3 separate regions of the Sus scrofa genome follow, and all the other regions are linked to region 1. The links are chromatin contacts, called in public Hi-C and promoter capture Hi-C maps. All regions are on one chromosome and are shown on one strand. Each heading gives the region's core, a stretch centred on a gene start, on an enhancer-like site or on the middle of the called end of the contact. The rest is flanking DNA. Distances are from core to core; before and after follow the strand shown. Region 1 holds the start of MGLL (monoglyceride lipase). Region 2 holds the start of ABTB1 (ankyrin repeat and BTB/POZ domain-containing protein 1). Region 3 overlaps MGLL (monoglyceride lipase).

Region 1 (2,832 bases), core at 120-2,619:
ACAAGTACCACCAGGTGCATGTGTGCTCCATGTGGGGGACTCACCTGGGTGTAGCTGAGGGTTTCCAATACCTGCAGAAAAGGTACTGTCCGTCAGCATTGACCAGGTGAGGGATGTCCTGGTATGGGACACTCTGTGGGGTCCGCCGGGGGGAACCTTCCTCTGGCATTCTGAAAGGATCTTCGGGTCCTGGAAGGAAGAAGGACATATCCCAAAGTCAGAAATACTGCAAAACACACAGAGATGAGGAGGGAACCCTTCTTAGAAGTCAGTAACATTTTTAAAAAAGCAGTTTTAAAAAAACTCCATTTCAAAGATTTAAAAAATACATATATTTCTTAGGACTGAAAAATTCCATTTGTTCTTAAGAAAAATGCTCACTTTAATTTTTAAGTGCCTCATTACAGCTCTTTCCCCCTTCCCATCTGTGTTTATTTTAAATCATTTCAGGAAACTTCATCTTAAAGACTATTTTAGCTGTAATCAAGTGGAAATTACAGTCAGCTCTGTGGGTATAAAGATCCAGCTGCAAAAGACGGATCTATCTTAAAATCCCCAAGGAAGTTTCAAAGGGGCACAGTAAGGAGGTGCATGATACTCTGATGAATTCCTCCTTCTGAAATTCCAAGGATGCCATGACAAACCTGTTTCCATCTTGTCCTGGCTTTTGCGTTCCACAACCAAAAAGCCTGGAGAGTCACAGCAGGGCAAATAAGAGCTCTTCCCTCATCTCGGCGGTCACCGGGCGGCCTGCAAGGCGCCCCACCCCACTGCGCCCCACCCTGAGGAGCCTGCCTCCGCTCTCACTGGGGCCGCCCTCCCTCTGCGGGGCAGGCAGCCGGCGCCTGCGAGCCCTCACTACTAGTTCACCACCACTTTTCCTAAACAAACCACTGAGGCTGGGAAAAGAGAGCCCGGGAGCCCAGGGAACCAGCTCTGCGCGCCCAGGCCCTCACACACACACACACACAAACGTGGGTCCCCAAGGAAAGTCAGCCGGGCTCCCGACAAACTTTGCCGCCTGCCCCTTTCCGCCAGCGCTGAGAATGCAGCCTTGCGCTGTCCCTGGAAGCGTCTCCGCTCAGGGACAGTCACGGGGACTCAGAGTTGACGGGGACAAGTTGGTTCTGGGCTGGTGCGAGGGAGCAGGGCGCGCGCACCTGTGCACACGCAGACACGCGCGCACTCGGGCACAGGCGCGCGGGAGCCCATGCCGGGGACGCGGGGAGCCAGGGACGCCCCACCCAGGGACGGCTCGGCAGGCGGGGGCGGGGATGGGAAGCATTTACCGGGGCCACGAGCGCCGCTGTCGCATCCGCGAGCGCGGTCCTCGTCTGCAGCGGGCCCAGGCGGGAGAGCTGCGCGCCGCTGGCTCCGCGGCAACAGGGCGCGGCGTCCGCGCTGCCACTTATCCCAGTTCCCCGCGGGGGTGGCCAGAGGGGGTGGGACGCGGGAGGCGGCGCCGGGCCCACGTGTGCTGCCCGCAGATCCACCACACCGCTCCTCCCTGCCCCTCCCTGCCGGCCGAGCCGCGCCCGGAGTAAGGCGCCTGGGGACCGTCACGCCCCGAATGGAGCCAGATCTCCGGAGCCTCCTCGGGGAGAAGACTCGCCACACCCACGCGCGCACACACCACGCGCGCACACCCACCCGCCCAGAGATACATGCACGCCACACACACAAGCACACAGACCTCCCCACACATACACACGTGGACACCACACACATGGCACACAGACACACACTCAGTACACTAAGATAGAGGACATCCACAGCGACACAAAAACCCACTTGACACACATAAAAAGGAATACAGACTGAGAGGCACTCAGACACCAACACCCTATGCCGATACAGAAACACATCACACACACACACACACACACACACACACGCAAAGCTGGGGTGGGTGCACAATCCCCAGGAGGTAGGGAAGAGCCAGTCAAGTGAGGCCTTGCCCCTTCACCGTGCCCTGAGAAACCCTCTGGGGACCCCCAACAAAATCCTTGGGTCATGTACACAGGCCAGGGGAGGTCTGAAGGTCCCACCACTGGCAATGCTGCTGGTGGGAACACAGGGAGGAGACTTAAGAGTCCTGACCACACTGGGCTCAGCATCAGCACCTCCATTTGCCCTGTGAGTCTCAGTCTCCTCACCTGCAATCCAGGAGCCACAATATCTGTGTCCCCAGGGAGTGACAGATGTCCCCTGCTCACACTGACCTCTGCAGGCCCTTGTGTCCTTCCTTCTTTGGCAAAAAACTTGATCCCACAGCAGTATTTAAAGGAACTGCTGTCTTCCAGAAACTGCTGTCTCAAAAGTCACACTGTCTGAACCGGGGCCCAGGCTGCTTAGGGCCTGTGCTCTAACTTAAAAAATAAAACCACAGCCTTTGAGAAGCAGCTTGGGCATAAGCACTGCCACAGAGCAGGTCATTGACCTCTGACCAACTGGGATTTATGAGGGGTCTGATGGGTATTGTGGGGGGACCCAAAGCCCACCAAACCCTCTTTTTATGTAGCTGCAACTACATGTCATGATTTTAAATATAAAGTCTGAACGTTTTGGGGACAGAGTTCACTGGTATTGTCAGCAAAATCCTGGTGGAAGCTGTGATTAAGTGCTTGTAGAGTTTCTCTTTGGTTACAAAGGTACCATGTGCTTGTGGTGGGTGGTCAGCAGGTTGGGAATCTGGGAGTTGTGATACTGGGATTGTGCAGTTCTAGAGCTGGCTTTTTTTTTACCTTAAGCTTTTTGAGAAAAGTAGACAAATTATGTAAGTGTAGATTCAATTCAGAAAGAATACAGAGAGACATTGTGTACCCTTTACCC
Region 2 (2,832 bases), core at 230-2,729, 99 kb before region 1:
AAAGTGAAGAGAGGGGCTCACAGGTGCCTTTGTCTTTTTTCAAAGTGGGGGGATGGTTGGGACTGTGCCAGCATGGGGCCAGACCTGGGGCGGTGGGGGTGGGGGTGGGGGTTAAGGCTACCTGCAAGTCCATTTAGGGCCAGATCTCCGCACAAGCAGAGTTGGGGTGGGCAGAGCTGAGGCCAGTATGTGAGGGAAGGCTGAGAAGGGAGGTGGGCAGAGTCCTTGGTGAGCACAGGCCAGGCATGTTGCCCACCCTGAGCTCCAATCTGGGGAGACCTAGTACCCCAGGACCTCAGCTCAGAAGCCGGCCCTCCTGTCCCCAGATTGGCATCCAGAACTACTCCACTACAAGCAGCTGCCAGGCCCGGGCCAGCCAGGTGCGCAGTGACTACGGGACGCTCTTTGTGGTGCTGGTGGTCATCGGTGCCATCTGTGTGGTCATCATCGTGCTGGGCTTGCTCTATAACTGCTGGCAGCGCCGGCTGCCCAAGCTGAAACACGTGGTGAGCGTGAGGGTGGGTGGGCAGGGGGCCTGGTCCGGGTGGTATAGGGGGTCCAGCTAGCCGGGCACCTGAAACTTGGGGTCCTTATTTGTGAGTGAGGTGGCAGTTACTAGGGGGTGGGTACTGTGAGTTGAAGTCCTTGTCCAGGGCCCAGCTCCTGGTTGTCAGATGCTGGAGGTGTGGGTTGTGGGCCCAGTTCCTCCTGGGCAGGGCGGCCTTGCAGACGCCCCGGTTGGGGGTGGGAGTGGGGTGCAGGCAGTGCACACCTCCCTTATTTTCTAGGAGTCTCTGGGGTGGTGGAGGGATAGACGGTGTCAGGGAGGCCACAAGGCTGATAAGTGTAAAGGGTCAATGGTCATTTTAAGAAAGGAGTTGAGCTACAGGACCAGAAGGGGCTGTCTGTCCGCTGTCCGTCGAGGGTCCGACAGGGGTCCCCTGTCTAGGGAGGGTCTGGAGGGATGTGGGGCGGCGGGGCCGGCGCGCCCGCCCAGCCGCCCCTCCCGCCGCAGTCGCACGGCGAGGAGCTGCGCTTCGTGGAGAACGGCTGCCACGACAACCCCACGCTGGACGTGGCCAGCGACAGCCAGTCGGAGATGCAGGAGAAGCAGCCCAGCCTGAATGGCGGCGGCGCGGTCAACGGCCCGGGGGGATGGAGCGCGCTCATGGGGGGCAAGCGTGACCCCGAGGACTCAGACGTGTTTGAGGAGGACACGCACCTGTGAGGGGCTGAGCCCCGCCCGGCCCGGGCCTCGGCGTGGGGTCCTCTGCCTCCCCCTCCAGTGACTCTCGACGCATCTCGGCACCCCCCACCCCCCCGACCCGACGCCCCGCGGGGCGCCCGGGACCCTATTAAAGCCGCCGGGAGAGCACGCCGGCCCGTGGTCCGCCTAAGCGACTCGTTCTTACTCTGGGCTGGGGTGGGGGCGGGGCAGCGCGCCCGAGTCGGTCCTCCGAGCGCCAGGCGCCGCTGCCGAGCGCCCGGGCGGGGCGGGGCGTGTTTATATCCGGCCGGGGCTCTGAGGTCGCCTGGCGGGGGTCCGGGCCGTCCGCGCCATGGATACGTGCGACCTGTTCTCCAGCTGCAGGAAGGGGGACGTGGGCCGAGTGCGGTGAGGACCCTTGGCCCCGGGAGGGTGCCGGGTGGGTGACCCCGCCGCAGACCCTTCCCCCGTGGGCGCCCAGACGCCGAAGCAGGGCTGCCTAGGTTGCCACAGTGCTCTGGGGTGGAGCCGGGGATCGGGGAGCTCTGGCGTGACTCCTCCAGGGGGTCCCGGAGGAAGGTACTGCGACGAGAACGCCCGGAGGGGGAGAGGAGAGCGCGGAGAGAAGAGAAGGGCCCGGGCGCCAGACCCTGGGGGCCGGCCTGGGACTCCGCGATTCGTTTCTGATGCGCTGTGGACCCGGAGCTGGGGTCTCTAGTCCTCGGAGATTCGGAAACTCCCCAAGTGCGGCTAGAGCTGACTGGGCGCTGCAGTCGCCATCTCCGTGGGCTGCCTGATTGGGATGGGAGGCACCTGCCCACCTTCGCCAATTCCTGACCCGCACAGCTCCCCCGCTGCAGGTGCCACTTGTGATGCTGCTGGGAGCGCTCTTGAGGTCGGCCCAGGTGTCTCCCCCAAGGCACTTCCTCCTCTGTGGTGGCTCCATCACCACCCTTGTTGATTCCCACTTCCCCACCCCACCTGCTGCCCTGTCTCCTGACATCCACCTTCTAGAACCTACCTTTTTGTCATTTCCACATCACCAGTATGCCTGCAGCAGCTCGTGCTCGGCCTTGCCACCCCAAGCAGCCAGAGGGCTCCCACAGAGGCAGAGGCCCCTTCCTCTCCTCCTTCCCAAAGGCTTTCTGCCCAGAGGCCCCTTCAGTTCTGGGGCCTCTGATGCTGGGTTTCCCATTGCCACTCCGTGGTCTCCTTGTCTCAAGTGCCTTTCCTGTTCTGCTCAGCCCTCACCCGCCCTCACCTGGGGAGGCTTCCTTCCTTCCCCTCCTGAAGGTTTGCTCTCCAGACCAGGAACCTGGCCTGACTCAGCTCTGACTTCCCTGCCCAGGTATCTGCTAGAGCAGCGTGACGTGGAGGTGAACGTGCGGGACAAGTGGGACAGCACCCCGCTGTGAGTGCCGTGGGGGGAGCAGGGGTGGTCAGGGTTGGTGGCGCTGCAGGCCTGACAGCACTGGGTCCCTTCCCCTCAGGTACTATGCCTGCCTCTGTGGCCATGAGGAACTTGTGCTCTACCTGCTGGCCAATGGTAAGTGGGTTGGGGGCGGGGGGCTGCATGCGGGTGTTCACAGTGGCTCTGGATCTCTCCCCTTCACCTGCATCCCATC
Region 3 (2,832 bases), core at 115-2,614, 71 kb before region 1:
CTTGTCCAGGCTGCCTGCTGGCTGAGGCCGCTCCGCCAGCCTCCATCAACCAAGAGAGCCCTGCACCTCCTTCCGAGGGAAGACAGGAAGAGGCAGAGGTGCTAGGGAGTGGCTCACCCAAAAATGACATGGACTGAGATACTATGGTTCCTGATGTCATTTCAACCCAGTGTCCCAAATTCTTCATATAATCCTTCGGAAGCATGGAGGGACCCTGGGACACCTCTCAGGAGAGGGGCCCCTGGAGGTAAGACCCCCCCTACCCTCGTCATGACCTCGAACGGCTGGGTCAGGTTTGTGTAGCCAGAGCAGTCACAGTGACCCCGGCTGCACAGGGAACCCAGATCTCATCACCTGACGATAATCTGGGGGCCAGGCCCCCACCACGATCAGACACTGTCACTAGCCCCCACCCCTGGAAAAGGAAGGCAGGGAGGTAGACGAATCGGGCTCACAGACACTGAGCCCAGTATATGTGGATTCCAACTCCAGTTCTAGAAACCTCAGAAGGTCTGTGGTCCTCAGTCTCTCCATTTGTAAGATGGGACAGTGAAGTGAAGCTTGGGGGCTGCCAGGAGGCCAAATGATACCTAGTTCCTATGGAGCTTGCCCCTGGGCCCTTCTGGTTTCTGCCCCGAGGAGAAGCCAAGTAGGCCATGGTTGGCTAAATGAGCAGAGCCAATGTTACTTAGCGTGGAGACTCAGGAGCGAGGCGACCTTTGTGGCAAACGTCACAGTCAGAGCTGGGACCTCAAACTACTTCACCGTGACAGAGGCCAACTCCCCTGGAAGTGAGGTCTGCCTCCTGCCAAGCATGAATCACGGAGTGTTGTGTATTCCTGACCTGCCCTTAGGGCATTCCTGGGTGAACTGCAGCCCCATCACTTGAAGGACTAGTGATTAAGGACTTCTTATTGATCCAGCAAGTTTTAACCACTCCCAATGATCATTTTTAAGCTTCTGCCACTGAAATGCTTGACGTAAGGGAGGCAGTCACAAGCACTCCCTCTTACAGCAGCTCAGCAAGCTGACCTATGCCAAGGAGGCCAGAATTGCCCATATCCCTGGGGCACAGGGGTGCACGGCCAGACACGGCCAGGTTTCTAGGGGGAAGTGCAGCCCCAGGCAGACAGAACAGGAAGCTGCAGGGGCAGAGGAAACAATGCCCCTCAGTGCATTGCTGCTGCCAAGTTCAAGGGCCAGTTAGTGGTCACAGCATGGTCCAGACTCCTGGGTCTATTCACCTGAGGTTCAAATGAGGGCAATTCTCCGGGCCCTTCCCGCTCCCCTTCCAACCCCCCTGCTCCAGGGCCTTTTGGACTCTGGTGACTAATAACAAAGGAGTGACATTCAGGTAGGAAGTGGGCTAGAGTTGATCCTGGGCGGTTTCAGGGTGAAAGGTACCATGCTCACTCACTCTGACCATGAGCAAAACAATTGACCTCATTTCCTCATCCGTCAATTGAGAACATTTTCCTCCCTAACAGGATGGTGATGGAGGGGAAATGAGACAGTATGTGTCTGGCAAGAGTGCTAGCTTCACGCTAGCCACTCTCGGCTTCCCCTGCTTGGCTAGGTGCCCTGGGTGATGGGGGTGGGGGCTGGGGGTTGGAAGCATCTGGAAGCACTGGGCTGGCTCCTGCATCTCTGACCCCAGACTCCAAGCAAGAGGCAGAGAAGGTCATTTAGAGGATCACCCTCCTGGCTGGCTGAGCCCTGACCCTGAACCCAGGCAGAAACCCAGGGAGGTTGGGAGTTTTACCCAGAAAAAGGAGGCGTCTCCAACCTGCAGCCCCTCCTGCAGTATTACTGAGCAAGGCCACTGAGGAGGCGGAGGCAGGCTCAGGGTGTGATACCTACTAGCTGGGCAGCAAGGGGTCGCCTCTGTCCCCAGGGCAGGGGGCCTGCTCTGAACAGGACTTTTGTTGCTAATTTTCACCTGTTCTGAGCACAGACAGTGTTTTGGACCAGGAGTCTCTGTCTGCCTTGTCTCTACCCCAGGCTAAAGATAGACCAGTTTGTTGAAAAGGGGCCGGAAGAATGAAATGCCATGTGGGATCTGGGGGGCCTGCATTCTCACACTGGGGGGGCATCTTCCCAGGCCTGTCTGGGTACATAGGCTTGTGCAGCTCATGCTGTCAGCCTGAAGGATTTTGGAGTCTTTCCCAGGAACTAACTAGCTGCCATGAAACAAACCTTTCACCTGCTAAGAGTGCACTCTGGGGGAGGAGTCAGAAGGCCAGGATTCAGCCCTGTGCTCTGCACCCTGACAGTGTGGCTGGGCCCAGGGAACAGCCTCCTCCACCTCAGCCAGAGGGGGTCTCTAGAGATCTGTCTTTGGGGTGAGAGGGTGCAACCAGAAAGACCCAGAGGCCAGTCAGTGGGGTCTCAGCTGAAGAGGGCCATACCTGCAGAAGCCTCACCTAATCAGGGGCCATACCCTCAAGGGCCTCACCTGACCTGGGGCAGTACATGGAGGAGTCTCACCTGACCAGGGCTGACCCTGCAGGGGCATCACCTTATCAGGGGCCATCTTTGCAGGGGCCTCACGTGACCTGGGCTGTCCCTGCAGGGGCCTCACGTGACCTGGGCTGTCCCTGCAGGGGCCTCACCTAACCTGGGCTGTCCCTGCTGGGGCCTCACCTGACCTGGGCTGTCCCTGCTGGGGCCTCACCTGACCTGGGCTGTCCCTGCTGGGGCCTCACCTGACCTGGGCTGTCCCTGCTGGGGCCTCACCTGACCTGGGCTGTCCCTGTTGGGGCCTTTACTAGTCTTGATGGGAAAGGAGAGCCAAGAGGCATGAAATGACCAAACAAAACCTCAACTCACAAA

Evidence for each region. Promoter capture Hi-C pulls out the DNA fragments that hold promoters and counts their contacts. A called contact is a pair of places that touch in the nucleus more often than the background predicts.
Region 2: a contact with region 1 is called in a promoter capture Hi-C map of fetal liver, with 4 times the contacts expected there. The contact joins the promoter of ABTB1 here to the promoter of MGLL in region 1. A contact is called at or near these places in 2 of 5 promoter capture datasets (fetal liver and fetal skeletal muscle), 9 of 47 Hi-C or Micro-C datasets (brain, fetal heart ventricle, mesenteric adipose tissue and 5 more) and 1 of 2 datasets of contacts at active chromatin or transcription factors (skeletal muscle).
Region 3: a Hi-C map of omental adipose tissue shows a contact between it and region 1, with 1.5 times the contacts expected there. The contact joins the enhancer-like site here to the promoter of MGLL in region 1. A contact is called at or near these places in 2 of 5 promoter capture datasets (fetal liver and fetal skeletal muscle), 14 of 47 Hi-C or Micro-C datasets (alveolar macrophages, brain, fetal heart ventricle and 8 more) and 1 of 2 datasets of contacts at active chromatin or transcription factors (skeletal muscle).

What each region holds. Positions count from the first base shown.
Region 1 is chr13:72,479,130-72,481,961 of Sscrofa11.1, reverse strand. MGLL (monoglyceride lipase) reads right to left here and starts at 1,369. Exons shown (of 8, transcript NM_001143718.1): 1 at 1,290-1,369; 2 at 45-189. The coding sequence starts at 169.
Region 2 is chr13:72,577,872-72,580,703 of Sscrofa11.1, reverse strand. ABTB1 (ankyrin repeat and BTB/POZ domain-containing protein 1) reads left to right here and starts at 1,479. Exons shown (of 12, transcript XM_021069446.1): 1 at 1,479-1,615; 2 at 2,556-2,618; 3 at 2,698-2,753. The coding sequence starts at 1,560. It overlaps PODXL2 (podocalyxin-like protein 2), which reads left to right. Exons shown (of 8, transcript XM_021069445.1): 7 at 327-506; 8 at 1,016-1,394. The coding sequence ends at 1,228.
Region 3 is chr13:72,550,038-72,552,869 of Sscrofa11.1, reverse strand. The region is part of intron 5 of MGLL (monoglyceride lipase); the gene reads right to left. Among named protein-coding and RNA genes, the nearest start is that of ABTB1, 28 kb to the left of the region's middle. Within about 2 kb of position 1,364, at least 23 of the 83 cell types and tissues checked have an H3K27ac peak or open chromatin away from gene starts, as enhancers often do. A contact at or near this core is called in alveolar macrophages, fetal liver, omental adipose tissue and 1 more, where this site is marked.